2 separate regions of the Oryzias latipes genome follow, and region 2 is linked to region 1. The links are chromatin contacts, called in public Hi-C maps. All regions are on one chromosome and are shown on one strand. The core of a region is the stretch at or near the end of the contact, and the rest is flanking DNA. Distances in the headings are between cores, read along the strand shown. Region 1 has its middle 10 kb from the start of LOC110015628. Region 2 overlaps mn1 (transcriptional activator MN1).

What was found. Hi-C and Micro-C count contacts between places; a contact is called where the count stands out from the background.
Region 2: a contact with region 1 is called in a Hi-C map of fibroblasts, with 1.5 times the contacts expected there. The contact joins two enhancer-like sites. A contact is called at or near these places in 4 of 5 Hi-C or Micro-C datasets (embryo, fibroblasts and gastrula embryo).

What each region holds. Positions count from the first base shown.
Region 1 is chr9:17,716,768-17,720,295 of ASM223467v1, reverse strand. No RefSeq gene overlaps it. Among protein-coding and RNA genes, the nearest start is that of LOC110015628, 10 kb to the right of the region's middle. Within about 2 kb of position 1,520, at least 2 of the 8 cell types and tissues checked have an H3K27ac peak or open chromatin away from gene starts, as enhancers often do.
Region 2 is chr9:17,829,213-17,832,830 of ASM223467v1, reverse strand. All of the region lies in intron 1 of mn1 (transcriptional activator MN1), which reads left to right. Among protein-coding and RNA genes, the nearest start is that of mn1, 11 kb to the left of the region's middle. Within about 2 kb of position 1,345, at least 4 of the 8 cell types and tissues checked have an H3K27ac peak or open chromatin away from gene starts, as enhancers often do.

The DNA.
Region 1 (3,528 bases), core at 271-2,770:
AACTGCAGGAGCAAAAAGAATCTACATTAAGGAGGGATATCTGTTAATTAAATCTGTCCCAGCCTGATTTTTATCTGTAACTCACACTGCCTCCACTGCTGGATGAACATGCTGTTACTCTCACCCACCCACAGTTACGGACAAATACGTGCACAGATGCATGCAAACTTTAAATAAGCTTCTCCTTTTTATCATCTCATCATCCATAAACAGAACTTTCAGGTGTTACTTATATACTTTAGCACTTTTACCTTGGCTAGATTTATTTTACTAAGCTCACAGTGGCTTAAGTTTGAATTCTTCCATATTTAAACCTATAATAATTTATCCTTTTTTCTGTTTTCTTCATGAAGATACACAATCATAACATTCTTATTCTTTGTCTTTTTGTATTTATATCTCCATCTTCTTGTACTTCAGAGGCACAAAAAAAATGCATCGGCACTCTGGCTAAAAAGCACAAGGGTCTCAGAGGTGACTGCTGGGGGATGAAGACTTGGGGTGGATGCAGACCAGATGTTTGGGCTTTCATGAGTCTGGGGAGGGGCACTGCGAGAGGACAGCATTGAAGTGGGAGGGGGGGCATGCCTGTTCTCAATTACCTTGATCAATAGAAAAGGGAGTTGATGTGTGCGTGTGTGTGTTCAGGCACGAGTGCTAAAGCACTGTACACACTTTGCTATAATCCAACAAGGAAAGCACAGAATTTAGTGCCTTAATGTAACGTTAAATCCCTTCAATTCTGTACTGTTTAGCAAGCACATTCATGATTCTAGTGACTTTCATGCTTAAAGCCCACAAAATGCATGTTATATCTAAACTTATTTGCTTACAGTGAAAGTGTTTTTGCAGAGCAGCAATAATAACCTCTTGATTTGCTTTTCAGTCAAACATTTCATTAAAGCAACTTCATTTACACTAAATTCTAGTTGTACTTCAACTCTAAAGACCTTGGACAATAAAATACTGTAGGTTCTCCATCTTCCTTTGGTGGCTCTCCCGTGGATTTAAAATAAGATTACAGGCACTTTTAAGGTATCATTTCCCATTTTAAGCCATAAAAATTTACAAAAGATTTAAATTACTTTTCCATCTTCTCTGTCTGGTACATCTCCAAGATTGTGCTTTGCATTTTGGAACAGTTTGACTCCAAACGAGGTGGATTTGGTTGTGTGTGTGCATTTGTGTGTGTTTTGCAGGGAGGTGGCTGCTTTTATTTATTAATTAAATGTTTTGCCTCATTTACTCTCCATTTGCCTACAATGGAAACTTTGGCTACGGTCTTTTCATTTATGATATCACTTTCATCGGGCGCGATGGAAGAGGAATGGGGGGGGGGGGGGTGCTGGGGTTCACATTACACACCACTTTTGATAAAAAGCGGTCTGTGTCTAATCACATGGATCCTCCTCTTTGACCCCTGACCTTTACTCCCATGAGCGAAAAAGGAGAAAGGCATTGGTTTCAGCAGACAGAGGGGCTTAGGCTCGCTGACTTTAGCTGCAGACTGCTGAGAGCCCCCCCCAACTCCTCCCAGAGTTGAATTCAGCTTCACTCTGAACACTTGAAAAGCCTACACATGTGCAAACAATTAGCCTTCATGGCTCGCTCTGGATGAGAGCGACCCACAGACATTTGCAAGCACACACACAATCGCGGCAGAGTCAACAGTCGCCCATTCACAGGTACACACACGCAATATCAGAACATTCAGTGTTTGACTTACACATACACATTCAAGTTCACTGTTAACATATACTCTATAAATAAAATATGAAACATGACTTGATCCCTCTGCCTGTTCTACCCACACATGCTGACATTCAAAACACATTCTTTTAATTTAACACTATAAAAGGATTTGTTTTCTTTTGTTCTTGCCAGCACTTGTGAAAATTCCCAAACAAAATATGCAGCGCACCAAACAGTGCCTCCATGCATGTGATGCTATAAACATCTGGTTTCCTCCCCGGAGCCCCTTTGCAACAGTGTGTCATCCTCAGCAATTTTTTTAGTAGATGTTTCTGAAACTATCCAGCAGAATAACACAACAACAGAGCGGAAGAGACTCGCAACAATAAGGAAATAGACTAAACAGAACTGTTCTCTGTTAGCTTCGGTGGAAGAAAATATTTTGTTTTAAGAGGAAAAAGGATGAAATGTTTGTCCTCATGTGGAAGGAACAAAGCTACTGTAATTTTTTTTCATTATTTTGTCGTCAGGAACTCCAGATGATTCGAGCAAATTATTCCAAATGTAATGAAATATTCTTAAATGTTAATGAATAAAGAGTGGTTCTGTTCTCTGTAAGGGTTTAGTAGTTAATCAGCAATCAGAAACCCAATCTAAACATCTTCTTTGATTGGAGGTTATGTATAAGCTAAAGGAATAAGCACATACACACGCACACACACACACATCTTCTGCAAGTTAAATGAACCCTTTAAGGTACTTCTCAGCTACCTGTCAGCAGTCCACATTCAAGTTAGGTTTATATCAAACCTAATGGCTGAAAAGCTCAGTGGACCATTATACAGGTACAGTAATTGGAGTCTGAGCCAAGAATTTCTATTTTTTTTGTTATTGCCCAGGCTTAAATTTTTTGCTCTGCTGACACGTTCATCAACAGCACCAGAATCATGATTGAAAAAGGAAAAAAGGGAACAAAACATAAACTTTTAGCAGAAGAGAATCAGTTTTAATAGAATGTACTTTTTCTCAGTGTTATTGGATTGTGGGTTTCTGCATTGCTAAAAACAGAGATTGTGACACAGTCACATCAGGATACTGAAGGGTATTCTCAGTCTGTTTCTGCTGAAGTCACAAATATGCATACTAATGAGTACAAGTAGACTTTTAAATGAAAACTTGCACTGCTAAGTAGTGTGTAAAAGAGAAGAGCATTTTTGAGAATCTGTTTTTCTTTTGTATTTTAAAAATCTAGATGGATCTCAAATAGGAAAAAAGATTGTTAGCTTAGCTCTACACATGTCTCTTTATAAACAGGTTGGCGTGTGAGTAGTGTGCAGGCAAACACTCCTCTCTTCCTTATTGGCCATTAGAGCAGCAGTCTTTACAGTTCATGCTCCACATAAAAGATAGTTTAGCTAATTAGCTAAAAGCAATCTGTATTCCATGGGCTAATTCCTTAAGTGCCTGTCAGGTGAGCACATGTTGGCTTCGGTTTAATTGATTCTTTGCTGTTCAGCCACACTGTTGCAGAAGGCTATGCGCTTGCACCAAAAGAACCTGCCTGTGCAGAATGTAGAAATCTAGACACAAAGTTTTTGCCCTGACCTGCAATGGGAATTGATTTGACGCCCTCCGACAAAGATTTTTGTACGAGCAGAGCGGGCCTGTGCTTGATGAGGACTGTGACATGTTACCTAGTCATGACTAAACGGCTAAAGATTCAGAGAGGTGCGATTGGGTTGATGTGGATAATCGTTACATTAACGACGCACGCTGTCACGGAGTTCAATTCAAAAGCAATTAGGAGATCAGTAACCTTTTAATTCCACCTTTAGA
Region 2 (3,618 bases), core at 96-2,595, 110 kb before region 1:
TATTTGCCATACAGGTAGTCGTCAGGCGCCGTTTAATTTGTATTGAGGAACTGACAAATGAGCTATGACACCGGAGCTGTTTCTCCTGGGAGACAGAAGTAGAGACTGATGGAGTGCAGGAGAAGGTAGGAGAGAGAAAAAGAAGTTGTTTTCCAGAGAGCGTCTGTAGTTTCGCTCACGAGGCCGGTGAGCGGGTAAAACCTATGCGCATTTATGGAAAGAAAGGATTCGATTCACCATATTTAGGCGTTCTGTAACTGATCATATGTCTCCTTTAATTTTATAACCACAAGAAAAAAAGAAAAATGACTTGATTGCTGAAAATGATTTCTTCCTATTTTTGTCTAATCATTATAGTTTTTGTTGGAGGAACCAAAAAGACCCAACTTATTCTTTTTGTTCAAAATAAAAGCGTATCTTTCAAGATTTTATTATGATGTGCAGGTGATTTTTATTTATTTATTTAGTATTTTTTTTTAATCGGAACAAACCCCAGAAAAGAGGGAGTAGCATTGTGCTGAAACAAAATAGAGACAGCAAAGTAGATCAATATGTCACAGACTTGGATGTCATGCTGGACAGGTTCTGGACATGCTTGTGAGTTATGTAGGAGGCACTAAATCACTTCCCATGTTCTGATTTGTGTCTGGTTTCCTCAGCTCTTCTTGTGGCCAGAGGGGGAGGTGTGTGTCGGTGTGTGTTTGAAGGGTTGGGAATGTGTGTGTTGTTGGAGTGAGGGGAGCAGTGCTTGTATGGGCACGTTTTTCTTTTTTCTGTTTTTTTTGTTTTTTTTTTTTTTTGGGTTAATTTTTTTCTGACTTTAGGTTGCAGGGCAGAGAACTGAGAGGAAATTCAAACCCAAATAACCCCCCGTGCCCTCGCCTGAGAAATGTGGCCCCCGCTCCTTCCAGATATCCTCTCTGCTCTGAGAGAAAGGTCACGCTAGGGCAGCTGGGTGGAGTTCAGGGGTGTGTGAGGAGGAGGAAGAGGGGGGGGGGGGGGCTGCAGGCGAGCCTCAGAGCTGCCCCCCCCCTCCACAAACCCTCCAGATGCACAGATACCTGGAACAATACCTCAGTTACCCAAGATGCACCTCATTCAGCTCCTCTGAACACACCTGCAAAAAACAGTAAAATTCCGTTGTTGACCTTTAAACTTTCAAAAAAAAATTGGGGTGGGGGGGCGTAACAGTTTCCGTGCAGCTGCTTTAATTCAGTTTTCTTTTGTAAAAAATCCAGTTTTTGTCTTTGCAGTGGGTGTTTTGTGCTGACAAAGCCACACGCAGGACCAGAGCAGTAGTTATGTGAAAGGAATCTGACCTGATGTCACACACTGTCATAGGAGTGAAGGCCTTTGGGTGTTTTTGTCAGTGAGTCGAGCAATCTGATTGGTGTGGTTTGTGCTGGGAGTTTAGGGTCGTGCACTCGGGACCCCGAGGTTAAAGGTGAAGTGTTGTCATGGAAGTATAGAGCTCGGGATAGAAAAGAAGCAGGCATGAGACGCCGGGGCCTGGGAAATCAGTGTGACCAGAAAGGAACATTGCAGGCTCAAAGCTGCAGACATGCTCTTCATTTTACACTTCTCTCTTAGTTTGTCATGCTTACTTTTCAAACGCATCTCTTGTCAGCCTCGGAGGACGCAGAAGTTCTTTTCAAGCGTGCCGTTGCTTTTAAGATGAATTAAAAAATAAATTGCTTACGTTGAACTGGTGGAATACATGGTCTCTGCGCAACCTTTGTTTATCTTCCCGTGTTGCTGCGGGGCTGTGGAGTGTGTGCAGTATGACATGCAAACCCGTGTCAGACCGTCAGCTTCTAGACACATTGGTGTCATCCAGACAGCCGGAGCTGCACGCCGTACTCTCCGCCTTCATGGCATTCCAGCTCCACTCATCTCCCTGTAAATCGTTTCTGACTGTGTCTGTGAAACAGCTTCACAGCTCTGCTGCCGGGCACGTGAGCCGCCGTGCGCGTCTCTGAGCATCATCAGCATGCAGCAAATAAAAAATGTACCCCACTCGGGGTATTATGATGTGAAATAAATGCATCATTTTAAATTCTGTGTTTATTTAACTCACAACTTTGGTGATCTTTTGTGGCTCTAATGTGGTTAAGAGCATCAAGGTGTATTTTGCCGCTTAGTGCTGTTCACGCCGCTGCTACCGTTCTCCTCTTTTTATTAGGCATTTTTCCCCCCCTCATGTTGGTTGGAGCTAAGCTCTAGTTTCCTGCAGATGAATAGGCTATTATTGAGATATTACCCTGGATATGAATTCTGCGTCAGTCAGTGAACAACCATAACCAGATGGATGTTATTGAAAAAAGAAAAAAAAATCCTGCTTGTAAAATGTCACGCTGATTTGGGATTTAGACATGTGTGATTTAAAATTTCACACAGCCGTTTCCACCTTTGAACGATTCTGCTAACATGGATAAATCTGAGGATTTAAGGGTAGTTTTTCACCCCCCCCCCCCCACACATACACACAGATTCTCACCTCTGGCGTAGCCATGACTACCTTTGTATGCCTGGTAATATTGTCATATTATAATATTTTTGTGTTAAACAAACAAGCTGACAATTCTTTAGTTTTAGGGTGATCAAAAGATTCATTTTGCATGCTGTCAATCCTAAATTGGAATTTTTGTATTATATAAAGATAACATTTGTATGAAAGAAAGCATTTTAGCAATTTTTCGATAGTTTTGTTTATTCTTGATCTTTCAATTCTGTCTGGGGTTTTTGTGTGCAGCCACATGCATATCCATATGTATGCATACACTGTGTGTGGGTGTGTGTGTGTGTGTGTGTGGGAAGCGGCAGCTGAAAGCTGGTGTGAGTATGGCAACGCCGGCAGTGGTTGGTGTGTTTTGGGCTGTGTGTGTTGTCAGTTTGCTGTGTGTCAGCAGTGAGCCAGGGGAACGCTTGGCTGCATATTCAGGCCGGCGCGGACCCTGCTGTGCCAAACTAGCATGAGCTGCTGGCTGGTGCTCGAGGGCACAGAGCTGAGAAGAGAGAGTGTGAGGTTGGGGGGTGGGGGGTGGGGGTGGAGAGGAGGTGAAGCTGGCAGGGGGTGGGGATCAGCCATGCTGAGGTGTATGACTCTACCCTCTGGCAAATGTGAGATCTTGTCACAGCCACCACCAACACGCCTCTAAATCCTCGCCTCTCCCCCACCCACAACATCCAGGGGCCCCCCCACTCACATCAGGTCCCTGCTCCTAAGGAAGGAGATGGTGAGAATCTTTGCAGGGACCAGCGGTTGCAAAAGCAGATAAAATAGGGGAAAAAATGGGAGGCTTTGCTGCCTGACCTTTTACCAAATCCTAGCACTTTTCTGTTCCAGTGGTCACGGCCCAAACTAGCTGCAGGGCAAGCTTGCCTCAGTGCCTGCAAATGTGCTTGTGTGTCTGTCCTGGTTGTTCGAGCCACCTGCCTGAATTGGCTTCCATGTTTCTGGCGGCAGCTCTAAGGCTGCATTCACACCGGGCATGTGCCGCGCTTTCAAGAATGCGCTAAACTGGCATTCTTGAACGGCCTTTTAGCATACGGTGTTCACACTGGACTGTCGCTACCCGATACTGGCGCATGTACCTACCGTTGGAAAAGGGTTGGTGT